Linked DNA regions of Pan troglodytes: region 2 is linked to region 1. The links are chromatin contacts, called in public Hi-C maps. All regions are on one chromosome and are shown on one strand. Each heading gives the region's core, a stretch centred on a gene start, on an enhancer-like site or on the middle of the called end of the contact. The rest is flanking DNA. Distances are from core to core; before and after follow the strand shown.

The links. A called contact is a pair of places that touch in the nucleus more often than the background predicts.
Region 2: a contact with region 1 is called in a Hi-C map of stem cell-derived neural progenitor cells, with 4 times the contacts expected there. The contact joins the promoter of SLC44A1 here to the enhancer-like site in region 1. A contact is called at or near these places in 1 of 7 Hi-C or Micro-C datasets (stem cell-derived neural progenitor cells) and 1 of 1 datasets of contacts at active chromatin or transcription factors (stem cell-derived excitatory neurons).

What each region holds. Positions count from the first base shown.
Region 1 is chr11:33,013,606-33,017,154 of NHGRI_mPanTro3-v2.0_pri, forward strand. The region is part of intron 15 of SLC44A1 (solute carrier family 44 member 1); the gene reads right to left. Among named protein-coding and RNA genes, the nearest start is that of FSD1L, 29 kb to the left of the region's middle. Within about 2 kb of position 1,611, at least 7 of the 24 cell types and tissues checked have an H3K27ac peak or open chromatin away from gene starts, as enhancers often do. A contact at or near this core is called in stem cell-derived neural progenitor cells, where this site is marked.
Region 2 is chr11:33,183,691-33,187,239 of NHGRI_mPanTro3-v2.0_pri, forward strand. SLC44A1 (solute carrier family 44 member 1) reads right to left here and starts at 1,671. Exons shown (of 16, transcript XM_009457052.5): 1 at 1,538-1,671. The coding sequence starts at 1,573.

The sequences.
Region 1 (3,549 bases), core at 361-2,860:
CCTGAGTAATTTCTGTTTTAAACGCTGCCTTTTTTACCTTCCTTGCACCCCCTATTGTGATGCCTTTTGAGAAACACTGATTTCTCAAAACTGTGGGCTTTGAGAAATCTTTGAACTGTGGGCTGTTCAAAATCATCTACTCAGGAACAATCAGGCTGCCAAAGGATTCATTTGTTGATTCACTCAATAAACCTCTATTGTGCCCTTAATAACTCCCCAGTTACCCTTGGCTACCTTCACAAAGTTGTGCAGCTCATCCTCCTATCTCAGGCTTGGGATCAACCATAGAACCCAGTAAAGTCTTGACCTTTCCTTTCTTATGTTTGATGGGTGAGTATCCCACCAAAGAACCTGGCTTCCACTCTGAGAGGAAAAAAAAATCTCCTTTTCTCATCAAGAGCATTCATATATTTACAGAAACTCTGCCAATAAATAGATACCTAATGGTTATTTATGGGACATAAACATTCCAAAGTGGTGAAAATGCATCTTATTCCTATGGTTTTTTTTTTCTTTTTTGTTCTAGCAGGGTCTCGCCATGTTGCCCAGGCTGGAGTGCAGTGGCTATTCACAGGTGTGTTCATCACGTACTACAGCCTAGAACTCCTGGGCTCAAGAGATCTTCCTGCCTTAGCCTTTTGAGTAGCTGGCACTACAGTTGTGCACCACGGTGCCCAGACTACTATGATTTTAAACACAGATAAAAATAATAAATCTATTACTATCTAAAAATTAAAATGCTGCTATGTTTTACGGCAATATTAACTTTGTAAATCCAAGATAAATAAAAATTCTAGTCGTAAAAAAAGGGATAAATTAGATTGCTACAAATAAATTACAACAAAAATTTCATTAGAAACTTAAAATTGCTATAACATGTTTACCCAGGGGGTGCTGAGGGAGCATGCATTCTTAGGAACTTTAATGAAAATCATGGATCCAAATGCAGACTACAGCTAAAAAACACTAACTGTCGGCTGGGCGTGGTGGCTCACGCCTATAATCTCAGCACTTTGGGAGGCCGAGGCGGGCGGATCACGAGATCAGGAGATAGAGACCATCCTGGCTAACACAGTGAAACCCCATCTCTACTACAAAAAGTTAGCCAGGCATGGTGGGTGTGCCTGTAATCCCAGCTACTTGGGAGGCTGAGGCAGGAGAATTGCTCGAACCCGGGAGGCAGAGGTTGCCGTGAGCCAAGATCGTGCCACTGCACTCCAGCCTGGGTGACAGAGCAAGACTCTGTCTCAAAAAAACAAAAATACAAAAAAAAAAACCCAAACACTAACTGTCCAGGGAAAGCTTAGCATGCCCTGAGTCCATCTATTTTTTTTTTTTTTAACTTTCTGACTCTTAGAAAAATTTTTGCACTAGAATAGACTTTAAAGGTCATTGAATTAGCCTTTCACTCTGTGCTCAATACTGCTTTACAACATCCCAGCTGCAAAAGTACCACCCAGCCTCTACACACATTCCTTCGTAGTCAGGGGGATCACGTCTTCTCCTGGGGTTAAGTCCATCTTGGTAGTGTTCCAGTTTTTAGGAAGTCTTCCTCACATTCTGTCTGATAGGCAGGAAAAGCCAGTGACTCCACTAGGTGGCCTTTCCCCTCCTAGGACTTAGCACAGTGCCTGGATTAGGACTGCATCTCAGCTGCATTTAACAGAAACCTATTATAGTGGCTTAAACAAGAAAGGGATTCATTCTTCTCACGTAACAGTAAGCCCAGAAGACAGCAAGCCCAACTGTGGAGAAATCAGGCAAGAATGCTTTCTGGGAACCAGGCTCCTTCTATCTTTTGGTTCTGCCATCTTTGGTCTGTGGTTCTGTTGGTGTTTGTAATATGTCTTTTGTTCTTTCGAGTAGGATCACATCTGCATTCCAGACAGGCCAGAGAAGGGGAAAACCAGGAAGATGGGTGGCACCTATATCGGGAAGGCGAAATTTTCTTGGAAATTGCCAGTATTCTTCAGCTTATATCTCATTGGGCAGAACTATGTCATACGGCCACTTCAAGCTTCAGGGAAGTATGGAAAGGTGAGTATTTTAGTAAGGCATTTTGCTAACCAGAATGATATCTGGGTTATATTCATGAAAAAGATGGGCAGAAGAGCAATAGCAGGGCAATCAGCACTCACTGCCACAGCCTGATAGTAATAGGTGATTAACATATGTTAACTGACTGATGAAACAGAAGTCTTTTTCCAACCATTAGAACCCTTTAGGGGCTCAGGACATGACTATAGACACCATTTCTTCTACAACATCCCTTTAGATATTTGAATATAGTAATCATTGCTTTTCCCTTTCTCTACCCCAAGATGTCTCTTTTCCCAGTAGATATCTTCTCTAGGCTTGTCTCTGAAAACACTCTCATTCGTTTATATTCCAGGTGTGGATTGACCTATAAAAAGTAATGCAGAGTAGGCAGGGCGCGGTGACTCATGCCTGTAATCCTAGCACTTTGGGAGGCTGAGGCGGGTGGATCATCTGAGGTCAGGAGTTTGAGATCAGCCTGGCCAACATGGTGAAAACCCGTCTCTACTAAAAATACAAAAAAATTAGCCGGGCGTGGTGGCAGGTGTCTGTAATCCCAGCTACTCGGGAGGCTGAGGCAGGAGAATCGCTAGAACCCAGGGGGCAGAGGTTGCAGTGAGCTGAGATGGTGCCACTGCACTCCAGCCTGGGTGACAGAGTGAGACTCCATCTCAAAAAAAAAAAAAAAAAAAAAAAAGGAATGCAGTCATTTCCTTTCTCCTGCTGTATATCACGTGGTCGCTATTATCAAATAGCTACCACAAAAGCACATATTGTGCCCAGACCTTGGTTTCCAAATACCAGTTTCCATTAAAAGGAACCAGGGCTTTGAAGACTTGGCTGATTACAGAGTTGAGACCAGGAAAGCATAAGATGAGCTTGGAACATCTGGTTGCGTCAGTGAACAAGGAAGTACTCAAAGAATGATGGGGACAGATCAAAAGTACAGGAGCCAGCTTGAATGGGCTCCTATTGGCTAAATCTGAGACAATGTGGGCATAAAAATAAATGAAGATAACAGAAAAAAGTAACAATCTGGGATTTGATATTTATTTATTTGATGAATAATCAATATTTATTCAACAAATAAATATGTATTTGATGACTAATTAAAACTTTATTTGACATATATATTATTTGATGAATAAATATTTATTTGATGAAAAACTAAGTGGGTGAGAAGAGATTTTCCTTACAGTAGAACACCAGCTAATAAATATAGGAAGAATGATGAAATTAGAAAATCATCATTATATGAAAACACCAGTAATAGCTGTTTCAGAGAAGAATGTGAATAGATAATGTGAAAAGTTGATGAGAAATAGGACTTTTACATAGTCTCAAAATATGTCTCCACAAGATACTTATTAATTACAAAGGGAGAAACAGTACATTTACATTGGAGAGACCAGGAAGATCCACCTTAGCCAAATGATCAAAGTTAGCACACAGTAATGGGACAAATGAGATCATGTGCCTCCTGATATGATGCACTGAGAAGGACACAGTTAT
Region 2 (3,549 bases), core at 421-2,920, 170 kb after region 1:
AAAAGCCTGACTATAATGCTAGCAGAAAAAAAAAAAGCTAACGGGTAAGCAAACACTCAAAAAAAAAAAAAAAAAAGACTGGAGGAATAGGATGATAGGATGGATACCTAATAAAACACAAATGTCCCCAATTCATCTGCAATTCTAGTCATTTTCTCTCTAACAGATCTCAGATTTTCAGAACAAGTATGCAGGTTATTTAAAACTGAGTTATATATAGTCATTTAGCAGCAGCAAAAACACTTCTGGCATTATCACAGATGCTAGATTTCTGGAGGAATTTTTTCCCCCCAAACTAGCATTTTTCTTCACCAAGAACCAACCATCCTTTATTTCTAAAAACAAGAGCCCTTTTCTGCCCCCTAAAACAAACAAATCACAGTCCACAGTTAATGAAACTACGCTAATGAAACTGTGAGATTACATCCCAGGCGTTGTCAGAGCCTATTTTTCATACACCACCACAAGACAGTTTGATGCAGTATTCCTGATTGCTTTTTATAGTATTTGTAAATACACTCGCTAAACCACTAAATTAGGTAATTTACAAACAGGTCCTCTCAGTTATTAGTGGCCAGTAGTCGAGTTCTATTACATTTGATTCTCGTACAGTTGTCTAAACATTTCCACCCAGGTTAAGGGCTCGGATCCGAGAGAAGGAGGTTGGCGAAATTTGGATGGGGGCAGGGTAGAAGCTGAGAGAAATCTCTGCATCTCAGCCCTCAGCGACAACATTCAGCCAGTGCCCACAGAAAAACTAAATTCGGAACCTCTTCCTCCTGTTACACTGGCAACAAAGAGGGAGTTTCCGTAGCGCTCCCGTCACCCACCAGGTGCCCAATCTCCTTCCCAGCCCAGAGTCGGCGCTCCCGCAGGGGCCTCCGAGTGCGCGGAGGCCGCGGGGCCCGGGTCACGGCACTAAGGGGGGATGGGGTGCAAGCGAGGTCTGCGGAGCGGGCCGTGGAAGGGCTCCGGGACCCGCTGAAACCATCTGAACCCAGCCAGGGGGCAGCGGGCAAGAGAAAAGGGACAGAATATCTAATGAAGCAGAAACTGGAATTCGGTGGGAGAGGTGAAGAGCTCTTGCTGGGGGTACACCTGCGAGGAGCACAGAAAACGGGCGGCGGATGGCGGGGAGACTCCACGGAGGTGGAAGAGAGGAGCCAGGCCCGGAAGAACAGGGAAGGGGATGCCACCTGGGGCAGAGGAGGCGCCAGTGCAGCCTCTACCTGCAGGCGGGCGGGACGGGCCGCTCAGGTGTGACTGGGAGGAGGGGGCCGACTGGGGAAGGGGCCGGTAAGAGCTGAGGGCGCACTAGGCGCCGCGCAGAGGCGCCTGCGAGTCGGCAGCCGCGGAGCCAGCGCACGGGCATCGGCGGGACCCGGCGGACGGAAAGGCGGAGTGGGGGTCTTTGGACTGCACGGTGCGCTCAGGGGAGGCTGGGGACAGCGAGAGGTATCGGGCGGCGGCCGCCCGCCGCGCGACGCGGCGCACGGGAGGCATCCGGGCGGGCGGCCGGGAGGCGGGAGCCCCTCACCTGCGCGGCGGAGGAGGCGGAGCTGCAGCAGCCCATGGCGGGGCCGAAGGAGCCCGGAGGCGGCGCCGGGCGCGCAGCTACGCCCCGGAGCCCCTCGGCATGCGAGCCGGCGGGCGCCCGGGGAGGGCGCGGCCTGGCACCGCACGGCTAGGCGGCGGCGGCGGCTGCAGCGGCGGCTGGTACTCAAGAGGCGGCGCGGCTAGGGGCAGGCGCCGGCCACATCCCCCGGCGGCGGCGGCGGCGGCGGCGGCGGCGGCGGCGGCTACGCGTCTCCTGCTCTGCTCCTGCTGCAGCAGCTGCTCCCCAGCGGAAAGGGGCGGGCGGCGGCGGCGGCGGCGCCTCCCTCTGTCCCCCCGCCTCCCGCCTCCCGCGCCCAGTCCCTCTCCCGCTCCCTCTCCCGGGCCGCCGCCTCCTCAGCGCCGCGCGCGTCTCCCATCAGACTCCCCGCCCCCAGTGCAGCGCCGTGCGGGTGGCAGGGCGGCGGCAGCCAGAACAAGGCCGGGCCCTTCCGCGCGTGTCAGAGGCTGCGCGGCGCCGGGCTTATTTAGCTGTGGCACCGAGGCAGCTCTCTGCCTCGAGGCTGGAGGGCAACGCGGTCTGAGGCAGCCAAAGACCGGGCCAACTCGCTGCCAAAAAGGGGCCGGATTGCTTCCGGATCTAGGAGGCAAGCGGGACTTCTCCCTCTCCCTACTGGACGCACAACTCAGGATCCTGATGGCTTCTTACCGCTCCGTCGGCTGTTTTTTTCTCCAGAGGAAAGCGTACACAAGAAACCTTTCCTGGAGAAGGAATAGGTGATAAGAAGACGGGAAGAAACAAGCATCTGTTGCTACTGTCCCCATTTTGCTGATGTGGAAACTGAGGCTTGAAAGGGACCAAGAACCTAATGAAATGTCCCCAAGGTTGAAATGGTAATAAATAGCCAGAAATGAGGAAAAGGCAAAAAGTTATCCAGGCGCGCAAGTCAAAGCCATACTGGATCTAAGCTAAACTTTCTTATACAGGATAGTCTACAAAAAACAATAAGGGGACATTAATTTATTCATATTAAAAATACTTACTGAAGACACACTACGTTCCAGTGACTGGTACTGGGAATAAAGAGGCGAACAAAAGAGACTTAACAAGTTCCTGTTGCTAAATCAGTAAGACTCAAGGAAGTAGCAACAAGTTAGAGTAGACGTGGTAACTACCTTCAAGAAATTTACAATTCCAAACGAGTCGTTAGGAAATACAGTATGAGGTGAAAACAGTTAAAAAGTGAAAGAAATAAAACTACAGATAATGATGTTTAAAAAAACCCCCACATTATCAGGCACTGTTATAGCCTTCATATGTCATTTCATCTTGTCAAAGAATGTCTCAAAAGACAGCCACAGGAAAGAAAAGAAAAACTTTATTTGCAAAGCTTCAAGGGAGTGAGACTTCCAAAAGGACTGATTGACCAAATATGAGACATCAAGTTTTAAAGATTAGTTAAAGTGTAGAGGGAAGAAAAGAACACAGAATTAAATTGACTTTACATGCACTGAAAGGGAATCTAAGCCAAGGAAAGTTGGAATGGTAGCCTGTAAGGGGACAGCTACAGAAAGGGCCAGGGAAGAAGAATTCCTAATTGATGTTTTCCTATGCCATTTCCTGAGTTCGTGACTGTGGACGAGTTATCTCTCCAAATCTCATTGTCCTCTTCTGTGAAATGCTGGTAGCAGGGATGACTGCAAAGGCTTGTGGTCAAGATTAAATAACATAAGAAAGTGCTGCTAGGTCAGCAAGTACTCAACTGCTTGAGATCTTGAATTCTTCTGCATTCTTTCTAGTTTCCTTTCGAGTTAATCAGAGGGTCCACCATACCACGGAGCTGGCGAATCCTACATGTGTTTCCCATAACCATTAAACCAATAAATACAAGTGAAGACATAAAACTAATGGTTCTAGTCCCAATTCTGGTTGTAAACTCCAGAATTAGATTGTAAACTCCCTGAGAACAAGGAAAAGTATTTTCTCCTTTGTAT